2 separate regions of the Pan troglodytes genome follow, and region 1 is linked to region 2. A link is a contact called in public HiChIP or PLAC-seq data. All regions are on one chromosome and are shown on one strand. Each heading gives the region's core, a stretch centred on a gene start, on an enhancer-like site or on the middle of the called end of the contact. The rest is flanking DNA. Distances are from core to core; before and after follow the strand shown. Region 1 holds the start of KCTD9 (potassium channel tetramerization domain containing 9). Region 2 holds the start of DOCK5 (dedicator of cytokinesis 5).

Evidence for each region. HiChIP or PLAC-seq counts read pairs in DNA pulled down with a chosen protein or histone mark.
Region 1: a contact with region 2 is called in an H3K4me3 HiChIP or PLAC-seq map of stem cell-derived excitatory neurons, with 4 times the contacts expected there. The contact joins the promoter of KCTD9 here to the promoter of DOCK5 in region 2. A contact is called at or near these places in 1 of 7 Hi-C or Micro-C datasets (stem cell-derived neural progenitor cells) and 1 of 1 datasets of contacts at active chromatin or transcription factors (stem cell-derived excitatory neurons).

Annotation. Positions count from the first base shown.
Region 1 is chr7:33,815,255-33,821,450 of NHGRI_mPanTro3-v2.0_pri, forward strand. It overlaps KCTD9 (potassium channel tetramerization domain containing 9), which reads right to left and starts at 4,085. Exons shown (of 12, transcript XM_001161064.8): 1 at 3,851-4,085. The coding sequence starts at 3,898. CDCA2 (cell division cycle associated 2) reads left to right here and starts at 4,032. Exons shown (of 15, transcript XM_009455055.5): 1 at 4,032-5,125; 2 at 5,892-5,952; 3 at 6,039-6,196. The coding sequence starts at 5,892.
Region 2 is chr7:33,539,504-33,546,556 of NHGRI_mPanTro3-v2.0_pri, forward strand. DOCK5 (dedicator of cytokinesis 5) reads left to right here and starts at 4,238. Exons shown (of 52, transcript XM_519666.8): 1 at 4,238-4,500. The coding sequence starts at 4,458.

The DNA of each region.
Region 1 (6,196 bases), core at 2,835-5,334, 280 kb after region 2:
GAATGAATGAATGATGAATTAATCAGTATACAAAAGGCCTAGGACTTGCACAGCTCATTATTGAATATTCTGAAGTAAAAAAAGCACTCTGTGTTCAAGACGTATAGAAACTCTGCACTGACATTAAGTTGCTCAGAAGCCACACACTGCATTCAGATGTGCAAGTCCCCGTTTCAATTTCCTTAATGCCAACTCTTACAGGGAATATTAAAAAGAATAACGAAAATGTTGAGGCACATGGAAAAAGGATGACAGGTACAACATAACTGACTCTTTCGGAGCAGTTTTAAAAAACAAACCAAAAAAAACCCCTCAAAATTTAAACCAAAGATTCCAGTGATTAGAACTAAGGCCTTCAAATGTTTCTGACCACACACCCCATTGGTAACATACTTTTGGGCATGTACTCAAACATCTGTATATTTATGTATTTATGAACTACATTCCACTGTTAGAAAGTACATGTTTTCCCAAATGATGAGGACTTTCAGTGACTCAGACTATGAATTAGCCACTAAGAATCTCCTAAATATTTATCATTAAATTTAGTGAAATTCTGCCAAATACAGGATTGACTTTAAACATTAAAATAAGCCGGGCATGGTGGCTCACGCCTGTAATCCTAGCACTTTGGGAAGCCAAGGCAGGTGGATCACATGAGGTCAAGAGTTCAGGATCAGCCTGGCCAACATGGTGAAAACCGTCTCTACTAAAAATACAAAAATTAGCAGGGCATGGTGGCAAGCCCCTGTAATCCCAGCTACGCAAGAGGCTGAGTTAGGAGAATCGCTTGAACCTGGGGGGCAGAGGTTGCAGTGAGCTGAGATCACGCCACTTCACTCCAGCCTGGGTGGAAGAGCAAAACTCCGTCTCAAAAAATAATAATAATAAATAAATAAATAAATAAATAAAAGTAAAAAACAAACACCAAAAAAATCAGAAAAGATAAAAATCTGAAGCCATTTGTCTTCATGCCCTAGAACGTATTTCTAAATATCTTGCTAACTAGGATGACTCATCCTATCAATGGCTAATATTTCAAAGAATAACATACGCTTAGGGAGAGGCTGATTATTAATAGCAATTAATAAATAGGACTTCAAATATTCTTCTTTAAAACTCAGCACTGTTTCAACTTCTCAGGTCCAAAGAGACCCACTCTTTTTTTTAGTCTCATGGTTTATACATACTAGGAGAAGTGGCAGCTTCTGCCATTTCCTCATTGTTTACTTGTGCTTGCATAATTAATACTGTCTCAAGCTGCAGTTTCTTTGAAGTAATCCTTTAAGATCACTTGGCATTTTGGTGATGGTTAATTTGGTTAAAACTAGATATAAATCTTAATGTGCCAGTTGTAAGCTTCCATATCACAATGTCAATGACAACCAATCCGTGAAGAAGACACTATTAACCTTTTCACATGTGAAGGCCGTCCCTTCTTACAGGAGACCTGAGACCAGCTGAATGTTCAGTGACTGGAGGCACCTGTGTCTTTCTAGATCGGAAAAATCAAGTTTTCACATTATTTTATATTTTTAAGTGTAAGATATAAACAAAAGGTATATTTCTTCCTGACCTCCAATAAATCGTCTTGGACACTGTCTGTGGTGTGTCATCTCACTCCAGAAACCACAGTTTAGAGAATGCATAGCCCTCTCTCCAACGTCAAATACGTCCACCACTAGTTACATTCATTCAATACACAGACAATTCCTGGCGAGCATATACCACAGCACCTTGGAAGAATTCTGTGCCTCTCCACGCCCTTCCCCAGGCTTCATAGTCTCACAGTCTGGTAACTACTAAACAAGCTATGAGAGGGAAACTTACTTGAAAAAACAGAGATTATTCTTATAACCAGGAAACAAAAGCAGAAGCGAGGTAAAGGAGATAAAGTAAGTGGTACAGATATTCCAACTGGTGGATGGGAAATCAAATTCTATTCTATTTGAGTAGCACTTTTCCCAGCTTATTCTTAATGAACATTCATGTCATGATCATGCCAATCCAATTAGTCACTTTATATATAAAAATGCAAGCTGTTATGTATTATGCAGCTCTTTTGTCAAATAAGAATAATTATAAATTTTTTTAATCAACTGAAGGGAGAGAAAACACTGCCAACGTCTTAGAATATGTTCATCAGCTGAGCAGTGAAGATCATGGCTTTGTTTCTTTTTATCTAGTACTCTCCAGTTTGGATTTTTACGTTGTAACATAAACATATTTATATTTAATTATTTGAGATGCATTTTCCCCAATCTTCTGAGATTCTCTAACAGAATATTTTTAAAGTAAATAAAATTTAAATCCAAGAATCTAATCTAGTCAAAACTAGATAGCTTAAAAAAAAAAATCCGTGTGAACAACAATATGGAAAGACCAACTCAGTTAATTTTTGACAACCAAATTGAGTGGATTTGGGAGAGATTTAGAGCAAAAATATTTATGACTAGGTTTAAATATTTGTCTTCCATGAGTAACATAGCAGAGATACTGCATTAAAAAGGTCAACCAGAAGTTTGTTTTTGAGAAATATTACCAATTTTGAACATACTAAATCTTTCTTAGAGTAACAACATACGTTTTAGATAACAGGTAGTAGCTAAGTACAGAACAGGTTTAGAAAAAGTTAATAGTGATGAGAAATGTAAACTTCGTGAACATATTTTCGGGGTAGCATTCATGATAACTCAAGAACTCGAATTTATACCAATTCTGTTTTTAAATGAGTATTAAATCTCTAAGACCAAAAGAACGTAAAATTATAGCCAACAAACCACACTCTGGTTCGAATTTTCGGAGCATGTTTACTCTACACTGAATAATCGGAAAGCCATTTTTAATGCCACTGGACAATTTCACTATTTGAAAATTTACAGTGTTCCCCGAATGTGCAGGCAGCAGAGTATTTTGGCAACCAACACAGCGAGACCCATTTACCTTTACCTTAGACTCGTAAAGGCTGAGTTACTTCTAGGTATCATTTAGCAACGCAATAAATGTCTGCCTCGAACAGTGAAAATTTCCCAAAGGAGCAGAACAACTTTCATGGGTGGGGCAAAAGGCTGGGAAGGAAGAGAATTCGTTTTGGCTTGCTCCAGCGCTGGAAGAACACTTAGCACCACACCCTCCGCAAAGGCCTAACACAGCAAAGGCGACTGTCAAATCGATCCCTTTTGGGTCTGCTGTACCCGTCCTCTAGGGAATCAAAATAAGGCAAAATAATAAAAAGAGTACAGAGAAGTTTGGCGGCGGCGGGGCGTGGGGGCTTGAGGCATCTCAGAGAAGAGGGCAAAAATCAACAAGAAAATGCCCCCATTTAAAAAATCCTGTCTGCGACCTCGGATGGGAGAAGATTTTGTTTATCCACGGGCAGTTTACTTCTGTCTCCCTGACCCATCTCCACAGGCTCTGGTGCTCGCCGCCACTTTCCGAGCAGATCATTACTCAGCACCGGAGCCGGCGCGCCTCCTCCCGCAGGCGGGAGCGGGGTCTCGGGGAGAAGCGGGAAGAGGCGCGACCGCCCGGGCGCCCAGGTGACCGCGGCCCTCCCCGCGCCCCCGTCCCCGCGCCCCCCGCACCGCGCATCCGGGAGACCCGGAGCCCCCGGGCCGAACCGCGCCGGCCCCCAGGCAGCTGAGGCACTGAAGGGCAGGCTCGGGCACGGGGGTCCTGAGGGTCGGGAGGAGGCCGCGGGGACCCTGTGCTGTCCCCGAGCGCCCCCAGCCCGCGCACGCCCACCTCCCAGCCCCTCTACCCAACTTCACCGCTGCCCCGCCAGCCGGTTCCGCACCGTCCGCCCTCGCCCCGACCCCCGGCCCGCCGCGCCCCCTCACGCCCCCGTTACCTTTCCGTTCTTGGGGCTGCCGTTCAGGAACAGGGTCACCCGCCTCATCGCGCTGCCCCCGCTGGGTCCTGAGTGAGCCGCCACCCTCCCACCTGGTCCTCCTCCCACCTTTTTCTCCTCCCGCCCTTCCCCTCCCTCCACCCACTCGGATTCGCCTCCCTTCGCCACCTTCCTGTCCTTGGGGACACACCACACGCACGCACTCTGTCCCACACCCAGGGTTCGGCCGGTCCTCCTTCCCACCCCGCCCCTAGGCTCCTCAGCCTGCCTGGGGCCCTTCCCCCACCTCTCCGAGACTGACACTCTGCCGTACCAACCAACCCGCGTCACCGGACAGAGTCCAGCCAATCAGCACCCAGTATCGGGCGGGCTCTGGCTAACCTAGCCGGGACGGAGGGAGGGAAGAGACGCTGAAGGCTAGTAGACGGGAAGGGGCATCAGCCAATCAGAGAGGCTCCTGGAGCCGGACGGCGGCTTCCAGCGTTACTGAGCAGGCGCACCCTCTAGTTTAGGTAGCGCTTATCTGCATACGAGGGCGGGGTCTAGGGAAAGGAGGTGGAGCGCTGAAAGGGACCCAAGCACCAGTCAGCCCCTCCTCCAGCGTTAGCCCCGCCCACAAGCCGGCCCAGCTAGGAAACGGCTGCGGTAGGGACGGACTGATTGGGTAAGAGCCAGCTCGTCGCTCTGTTAGGATTGGTTGAATGAGTCTTTTCGAAGTTTGCAGCATCCAATAGAAAGGTGGGAGGCGGAGTTAAAGAGCTAAGAGAAGCGTTACTCCGCGAGACTCTCCTGAAAAGTAGTCCCCGAGGTCACAAGGCAGTGGCAGGTGTCTGTAGTCCTCGGGTTGACTGCAGCTCGCGGTGGTCCCTCTCCGAGCCCAGAAAGCCACTCCAGTGCCGAGGGAGAGGCCTGGGAGCGCTCGGAGTGTGCGCGGACTGGAGAAGGGGGAGGTGGCGGAGTGATTCGTAGAGTAAATTCGGCACCGAGGGGCGGGGTCGGGGATTTGAATCGGTCGGCGGGCGGAGGAGGCGGGTGGAGGAGGCTGCCGGGCAGAGCGCAGGCCAGGATCAGCGCGGGCTGTGAGTCCAGGTCAGCCGCCGGGACCTCGGGCTCCGGGTTCGAAGAGCGGCTCCCGGCTGCGGGTGCTTTGCCAGGAGAGCCCTTCCGGACAGAGGAGCCGGGGTCTGGAAGGAGCGTACGACGCGACGCTCGCCTGCCACGGGGCTCTGGGAGTAAGCCTGTCTGCCTGGCGGGCCTTCAGGTGCGGCGTGAGAGGTAGGATTGCATCCGCGCTGCCACGGGGCTGTTTCTCCGGGGCATTTCTAGGCACTTTGTTCGGCTTACCCTGCAGCACAGAATTAGTACTCCTGTCAGGAGCTGCTCTGGGTGACCAGGAGTGCATCCGGACCTGTTGAGAGAATTTCTGGAAATGGACAGAGCTGCGTCTTGAGAGGGGTACCCTTATGATTCAGGTTTTCGCTACGGTTGAAAAGCCATGGCTTATCCTTTGGGGTCTGCTTTGGTGCCTGAACAGCAGTTTTCTCCATTTCTTTCTGTTTAATTTGGCTTTAAAAGTACGCGCTTAGAGTAGAAGAATGGTTAGCACAGGCTGGGAAGTGTATTGGGGATGGATGGGAAGGAAGTGGAGATGGTTAATAGGTAGAAAAACATAGAATGAATAAGATCTAGTATTTGCTAGCACAACAGGGTGGCGGTCCATAATTTAATTGTGCATTTAAACATGACAAAGTATAATTGGATTGTTTATAACAAAAAGGATAAATATTTGAGATAATGGCTACCTCATTTACTTTGATTTGATTATTACGAATTGCATGCCTGTATCAAAATATTTCACGTACCCCATAAATTATACATCTACTGTATACCCACAGAAATTAAAATAAAAAATGAAACCTGTGACGTGTGTTTCTATGCCAGTATGGACTGTATTACAATTCAGTCCTGAATAAGGTTCGTGATCGAATCACGTTCATCTTGCTGGTGGGGTTATTTTTCATTGTTTTTCTTCACCTCTTAGATGGATGCCAATTCAAAAGACAAGCCCCCTGAAACCAAGGAGTCTGCAATGAATAATGCTGGTATGTGATGATCTGCTGTCTCCTTGTGAAGTTGAAGGTTTAGACAGAGAGTTGTCCTCACCCCTACAATATGTCGTCCGTTTCAGGAAATGCCTCTTTCATTTTGGGAACTGGGAAGATTGTGACTCCTCAGAAGCATGCGGAATTACCTCCTAATCCTTGCACACCAGATACTTTTAAATCACCTTTGAACTTTTCCACAGTAACCGTAGAGCAATTGGGAATTACACCTGAAAGCTTTGTT
Region 2 (7,053 bases), core at 2,988-5,487:
ATTTTAAGCCTCATTCTAATAAAAGACTTTGAAAAGCTCTGCTTTTATGATTTAAAAGGACATTCACACTAGGATTTAGCCATCTGATATAGCAAAGTGAGTGGATTTCAGTTTTCAAAAGGAAACGATAAACATACTGAAAGCTGTAATTAAAATTTTCCATTTTCCTCCAACTCTCTTAAAGCCATTGTCAAATTTGAAATCTCTGGCGCCCAAATTCAAACCTCTAGTTTTGGAAGAAGAAGACTTCAATGCAAAAGTGGGATGAGGCAGTTGAAATCGCTTTGGTAGAAACCCAGTTCCACTGGATAAGAGCGTTAACATTCTGATGTATGGTACATTTGAAATATACCTTTGGTCAGAGAACAGAGGTCATCCAATTTCCCTAAGCACGGAGAATTCATGTAACTTTGAGAAGCCCTGAGTCCACAACAGGCAAGTCATATAATCCAGTGCAGAGCGCTTTAGCTCCTAAGGGGCCACATGCAGAAGTTGCCGAGGAAGGCGTGAAGAAGTGGGTCCTAAAGAAATATTGAAAGGAAAACTTTGATACAGAGCAACTGGGACAGGAAAGGGTGAAGACAAGATAGATATAAATGGTGACCAAGACAATGGCAACTCTACCCCCTCGCTATTCAAGCCCCAAACCTTAGAGTCACTCTTTTTGTTTTGAATTAATATTTGTTTAGAGACAGGGTCTTGCTATGTTGTCCAAGCTGAAATGCAGTGCCAATTCACAGGTGCCATCCCATCATTGATCAGAAGGGGAGCTCAAGAGAGGGTGCCACCTGGAGCCTGAGGCAGTTCAAATGTGAAGTCCCGGCTACGGGATCTTTGTCAATAATGCAGTCAGTGACAGAGAAAAGACAAGGATGCATCCAGTTGCTTTCTACATAGGGACGCTCTCTGGGCTGCTGGCTGGTTGGAAAAGGGAGGTCTTGGGGTAGATTTCCCCCTGGATATGTGGGCCTGAATTTCTTCAGCTAAGGAGGAGTACCGAAGTTTTGGGATATAGGACTTCCAAATTAGGGCTTTCCAAATAATTGACCCGCTCCATTTCTGACCTGGACCAGTTCACCCCTCCTTAGGCAACCTGGTGGTCGCCTGCTCCCAGGATGTCACTATATTGATGCGGAACTTAGTGCAGACACCTGATCAGCATAGCTCACTACAGCCTGGAACTCCTGGGCTCAAGCAATCCTCTTGCCTCAGCCTCCCTAGCAGCTGGGACTACAGGCACGTGCGACCTAGCTGGCTTTAGAGTCATTCTTGACCCAGCTTGTATCTCACATGCAGGGACAAGAACCAAGGTGTGTGGGGCCTGAAGGGTGTACGATACGGGTAGGGCTCTTTAAAAAAAAAAGAAAAATACAAGCATATCTCTTTCTGGGGGAAAACTTTCCAAAAAAGATTGAACCATACTGAGAGCATTAGAAGCCTCACAGTAGTAGATCCCCCTGCCGTTCATGTGGCCCTTCTGTTGGTTCTTTTTCATGCTGTGATGCAATCATAGCTCACTGCTAGCCTCGACCTCCTGGGCTCAAGCAATCCTCCCACCTCAGTCTCCTGAGTAGATAGGGCCACAGGCACAGCCACCATGCCCAGGATATATATATAGTAGAGGAGGGTCTCACTATGTTGTCCAGGCTGATTTTGAACTCCTGATCTTAAGCAATCCTCCCACCTCAGCCTCCCAAAATGCTGGGATTACAGGTGTGAGCCACCACATCTGGCCAGGTTCTATTTTCACATATGTCAAGAACCCAACATCTTTTTCACCTCCATCCTTATCCTCCTGGACCCAACTACCTTCATGTCTTGCCTGAATGACTGAAATAGCCTCCCCACATCCATCCATGTGGGCCTCCCTTGCCCCTTTACAATGGATTCATACCACAGCAGGCAAGTTTAATATGTTCCAGGTTGGCTCGAAGCCCTCCAAACCTCTCTTGTAGTAGTAATATATAAAGTCCATATGCCTGCCAGGGTTCTGCTCTATCCGGCATTCCTCTGCCTCTTAGACCAAGTTTCCTCTCACCTGTTACTCAGCTCTCATTACCTAGGATCTCTGGGTGACCTGGGAACCTGCCAAACACGCTTGGTGTCCTTTGCCTTTGCTGTTCCTCTTTTCCAGAATACTTTCTCCCGGAATCTTCACTTCCTTCAGGTCTACACCTCAGCCTCAGCTTAGCAGAGCTGCATTCCCAGACCACTCCATAAAAACAGCAGCACCCTACACGCCCTATCCTCCCTGCTTCGGATTTTTCTCTAATGTTTACTCTCGTTTGGTGTACATTTCTTTACTGTCTTACTCTCCCCGTCTAGACTAGAAGCTCTGTGAAGGGACACATTTTACTGTATTCACCGCTGCACCCTCATTCTTAGAGTGATGCCTGGCACTTAATGTGTAGGCATTTAATATGTGTGTGAAGAAGGAAGAAGTTACCTAACCTGGGAAATTAGAATCATGATATACTAATGGAGGAAGATAAACTATTTTAGGGAAGATGGTGGAATTCTTTCTGGATGTCAAGTCTAAAGTGACAGAGGAATTTCTTACATTATTGTTAAACATTGTGAATAAATACCTATTGGTTGATGGAGAAAAAAAAAAAGCCAGCTCTAGTAGTTACCCACCGTGAATAGGACTTAAAAAAAATTTCAGACCTCGTTTGGTAAAAAACCACCAAAGTTAAAATGCACTAATTCTCCAATGAAACTTTACTATCTTGTTACCTTGTTTGCCTATCTATCTTTACTGTCTTTTTTTTTTTTTTTTTTGAGACGGAGTTTTGCCCTGTTGCCCAGGCTGGAGTGCAGTGGCGCGATCTCGGCTCACTTATAGCCTCTGCCTCCCGGGTTCCAGCGATTCTCCTGCCTCAGCCTCCTGGGTAGCTGGGATTACAGGAGCACACCAGCACGTCTGGCTAACTTTTGTATTTTAGTAGAGAAGGGGTTTCACCATGTTGGCCAGGCTGGTCTGGAACTCCTGACCTCAGGTGATCCACCCGCCTCGGCCTCCCAAAGTGCTGAGATTACAGGCATGAGCCCACCGCGCCCGGCCAACTACCTTTACTATCTTTACTACATGTTTGTCTTCCTTTCTTTTATATTCCTAAAAAGCATGAAAACCTTCACAGACTGCAAGGAGGATATAATTTCTCTCTAGAGGAATCTTCTTCGAAGGTGAACGTAATTAAGCTGGTCATTTACTCTACTTGCAATGTTACTTCTCGGTACAAGGTAGCGAGAAACCCCTGGATCTTCATTCTCCAAGTCTCTCCAGGAAGAAATGAATTCCAAGAGGGGAGCTCTAGAGAGGGCGCCACCTGGAGCCCAAGGCGGTTCAAATGCGCAGCCCCTTTGGGATCTTCGTCAAGAAAAGGCAGCCGTCGACGGAGAAAAGACGGGGATGCGCCTTGTTCCCTTCTCCACGGGAATGCTCTCTGGGCTGCTGGCTGGTTGGGAAAGGGAGGTCTGGGCATGAGGGTCTAAGTTTCTTCAGCTTAAGGTTGGGGGGTCCCCGGAGTTTGGGGATACAGGACTTCCAAATTAGGGCTTTCTAAACAATTTCCCTGCAGAGGATCCCCTAGCAAACGGTCTGATACTTCTGAGGACCCCACCTCCCTTGCACCAGCTCTCCGGTGATAAAAGTTCTGCTTTCCAGGCTCTAAGCGGTGGCCCCGGGAGATTCAGTCTGCCCTGAGTCCGGCTTCTCGCGCTCGCGGCACGGGTTCAAGCTCCAGGGGGTGAAGGCAGAAGTCAACTGCTCATTCATTCAACAAATATTTATTGCGCACCCGCTTAGTGCCAGGCACCGGAGGTGCCCCGAGCAAGAAGCCGCTCTCGCTGATCCGTTTCCGCTCCCCAAGGGTCCGGTGCGCGCCGTGGGAGCGCAGCCTGCATCCCTCGCCCACCGGCCGCCCGGCCTCGGCGTGCCCGGCTCCTCCAGCGCAGCCCTCTGTCGGGAGCCGGACCCCCGGGACCCAGCCTCCGGGGTATCAGCCGGGTGGGGAGGGCGGGAGAAAGGCAAAGTGCCGCCAGCGTCAAAGTCCCGCCGGCCCGGGAAGCCGCTCCAGGGAAGCGCGCGAGGCGGAGCCGCAGTCGGCCCCCGCCCGGCAGAGCGCAGAGAGCGGCGCGGGCGGGAGAAGCCGGGCGCCCGCGGCTCGGAGGCGGCCCCGGCGGGCGGAGGGCGCGGCCGGCGGGAGGGGCTGGGGCGGCGCCGGGAGGGGCGCGCACTGCTGCGCTGCCGCCCGGCCCAGCAGGTGACCGCGGGCGGCGCGGGCACGGGCACGGGCGCGGGCGGCGCGGCGAGGAGGCGGCCCGCGGAGTCCAGCGAAGTTTGGCGGAACATGGCGGAAGCGTCTGGGGCACGCAGGAGCGCGGCGCGGCGGCGGCCGGAGCCCGAGGAGCTGTAGCAGCCTTAGTCGCCGCCGCCGCGGGGCGAGGTCGCCGCCATGGCCCGCTGGATCCCGACCAAGAGGCAGAAGTACGGGGTTGGTGAGTGCGCGCCCCACCTTGTCCCGGCCCGACCCACGCGGCCAAGTTCGCGGACAGCGGCCCTGCCAGGTTTGCGCAGAGCCCGGCGGAGGACCCTGGCCGGGGGCTCGGCCCGGCTGCGCAGCTCTGGGAGCCGGGGGCGGTAGCGCCGGTGGGGAAGTCGCCCAGGGTTTGGGGACTCCGAGTGCTTCCAAGTGCAGCTGAGCTTCGGGACCGTAATCCCGCTCTTGCATCCCAATCTCCGGCACTTCACACCGGGGAAATGTCAACGCGAGGGGGGCGCGCCTGCTGCTCTTTTGGGGCCGCAGCTCTGTAGCTCGCCCCCGTGCGCCCAGCGTGGGTTTCACCTGGGAGTAGGTGACCAGCCCGGGTCGGCCCATGGACTGGTGCTCATTGTCCCAGTGCTTTCTGCTCCCCCCCTCCTTTCGTAGGTTCTTCTCAGACGCCCCTTAAGTGAGGAGTTGAGGGTGGAAAGCCGCCCTGCCCCCTTTCCTCCAGAGACTGGGATCTTGATGACAGTTGTGAGCTGGATGGAAACTAGAGTCGTGGCGTGGAAGTGATGGAAGGGACAGGAAGTTGTGGCACGGGAAGGGGGTGGCTGGCCCCTGGGGCTGTTTGTGCGCACTCATCCCCTAACGGAGCCTGTCTGGAGAGGGTGTAAGGCTGCCTTCCGGATCCTGAGTTTCATCCTGGAGACGAGAAGAGGACATTTTATTAAGGAAACGGTGCCAGACCCCGTGCTGGGCACTTGGCATTCAGAACAGCGGTGCTGGAGAGCCCCGGGTTGTGCGCAGGGGTTGCTGGTGGTGGTGCTTTGGCTCCGAAACAATAGATGTGCGGGGATTTTGACCCAGGTGGAAAGTCAGGCTCCTTTGGCTTTTTATCAAGGATTGAGGTTATTGAGGGCCTGTGGGAAGACTTCTGCCCTGAACGGGGTGATTACAATGGCAGTTAGACCTGGGGTGATTCCCTACAATAAACACGGCTGAGTGTGTTGCGAATTTTATCACTTCCTCTCAGATCCATTCATTTGGCCTGTTTGTAATTTAGTCTTTGACTTTACTCGCTTACTGAGGTCCTGTTTTTCCTCACCTCACTGGTTAATGAAGTGCAGTCTCAATTAAGAGCTACTCAACGTGTCTAGGGGCTTTTCAACTCTGTAGCCAGGAGTCAGGGTTTTTTGTTGTTGTTTGTTTTGTTTTTTAATAGTCTCATATTTACTATATTATTCTTAGGTTGTGATCCTTTATATATTTATTATTCTTTGTTTTCCCTCAATTCAAAAGACATTTTCTTTTTTGCTCTTAAGTTGCTTTTAGAATCTTAGTCTCTCCCTTAGCTGCATCTCAGAAATGGGTAGAGATGTTGCTTCTGCCTCAGGGCTCTTTTTTTTTTTTTTTTTTGGTTTGTTTGTTTTTGAGACGGACTGACGAGGGAGTCTCACTCTGTCGCCCAGGCCGGAGTGCAGTGGCGCAATCTCGGCTCACTGCAACCTCCACCTCTGGGTTCCAGCAATTCTCCTGTCTCAGCCCCCCTCCCCTAGTAGCTGGGATTACGGGCTTGCATCACTACACCTGACTAATTTTTGTATTTTTAGTAGAAACCAGGTTTCACCATCTGGGCCGGGCTGGTCTCAAACTCCCGACCTCAGGTGATCCGCCTGCCTCTGCCTCCCAAAGTGTTGGGATTACAGTCATGAGCCACCTCACCTGGCCCCTAGATGAAAGCATATTTACAATGCCTAATAACTACAGAAATGTTATCAACTCTAATTTTATCAGGATTAAAACCTCTTTGCAAAACTATTCAGTTGAGGGTAATTAATGCAAACATGTTTCAAAAATGTGGTTTTTATTGCCATAGTCCTAGGAGCAAGTATAATATGTTTTTAATATTTTGTTTTTATGTTCTGGAGTCAGTTTACTGTGTCACTTATCGGTCAAGAAAAATATTTGGGCCAGGTGCGATGGCTCACGTCTGTAATCCCAACAATTTGGGTGGCAGAGGCAGGAGGATTCCTTGAGCCCAAGAGTTCAAAACTAGCATAGCAACATGGCAAACGGGTCTTTACAATAAATACGAAAAAAATTTAGCCGGGCATGGTCGCCTGTGCCTGTGGTTCTAGCTACTGAGGAGGCTGAGGTGGGAGGATAGCTTGAGCCTGGGAGGTTGAGGGTGCACTGAGCCCCCATCACGACACTGCACTCCAGCCTGGGTGATACTGTGAGACCCGATCTCAAAAAAAAAAAACTATATATACATATATATAGTATATATATGTATATATACACACATGTATACACACACATATATGTATATACATATATATGTATATATACGTATATGTGTGTGTGTGTATATATAGGTATATGGAAATATGGGTGGAAATTGTGTGTGTGTGTGTGTGTGTAAAATATTTGGATTGCATTTCCAGGGCCTAGGTGTTAGGGAAACTGCTCCAGGATATAATTCTGAACGCTTGTTTCACCAGACATAGATTCTGGTTTGTCTGGGTTTGACAAAAGGACCCACAGTTGGGATAAATTAACTGAA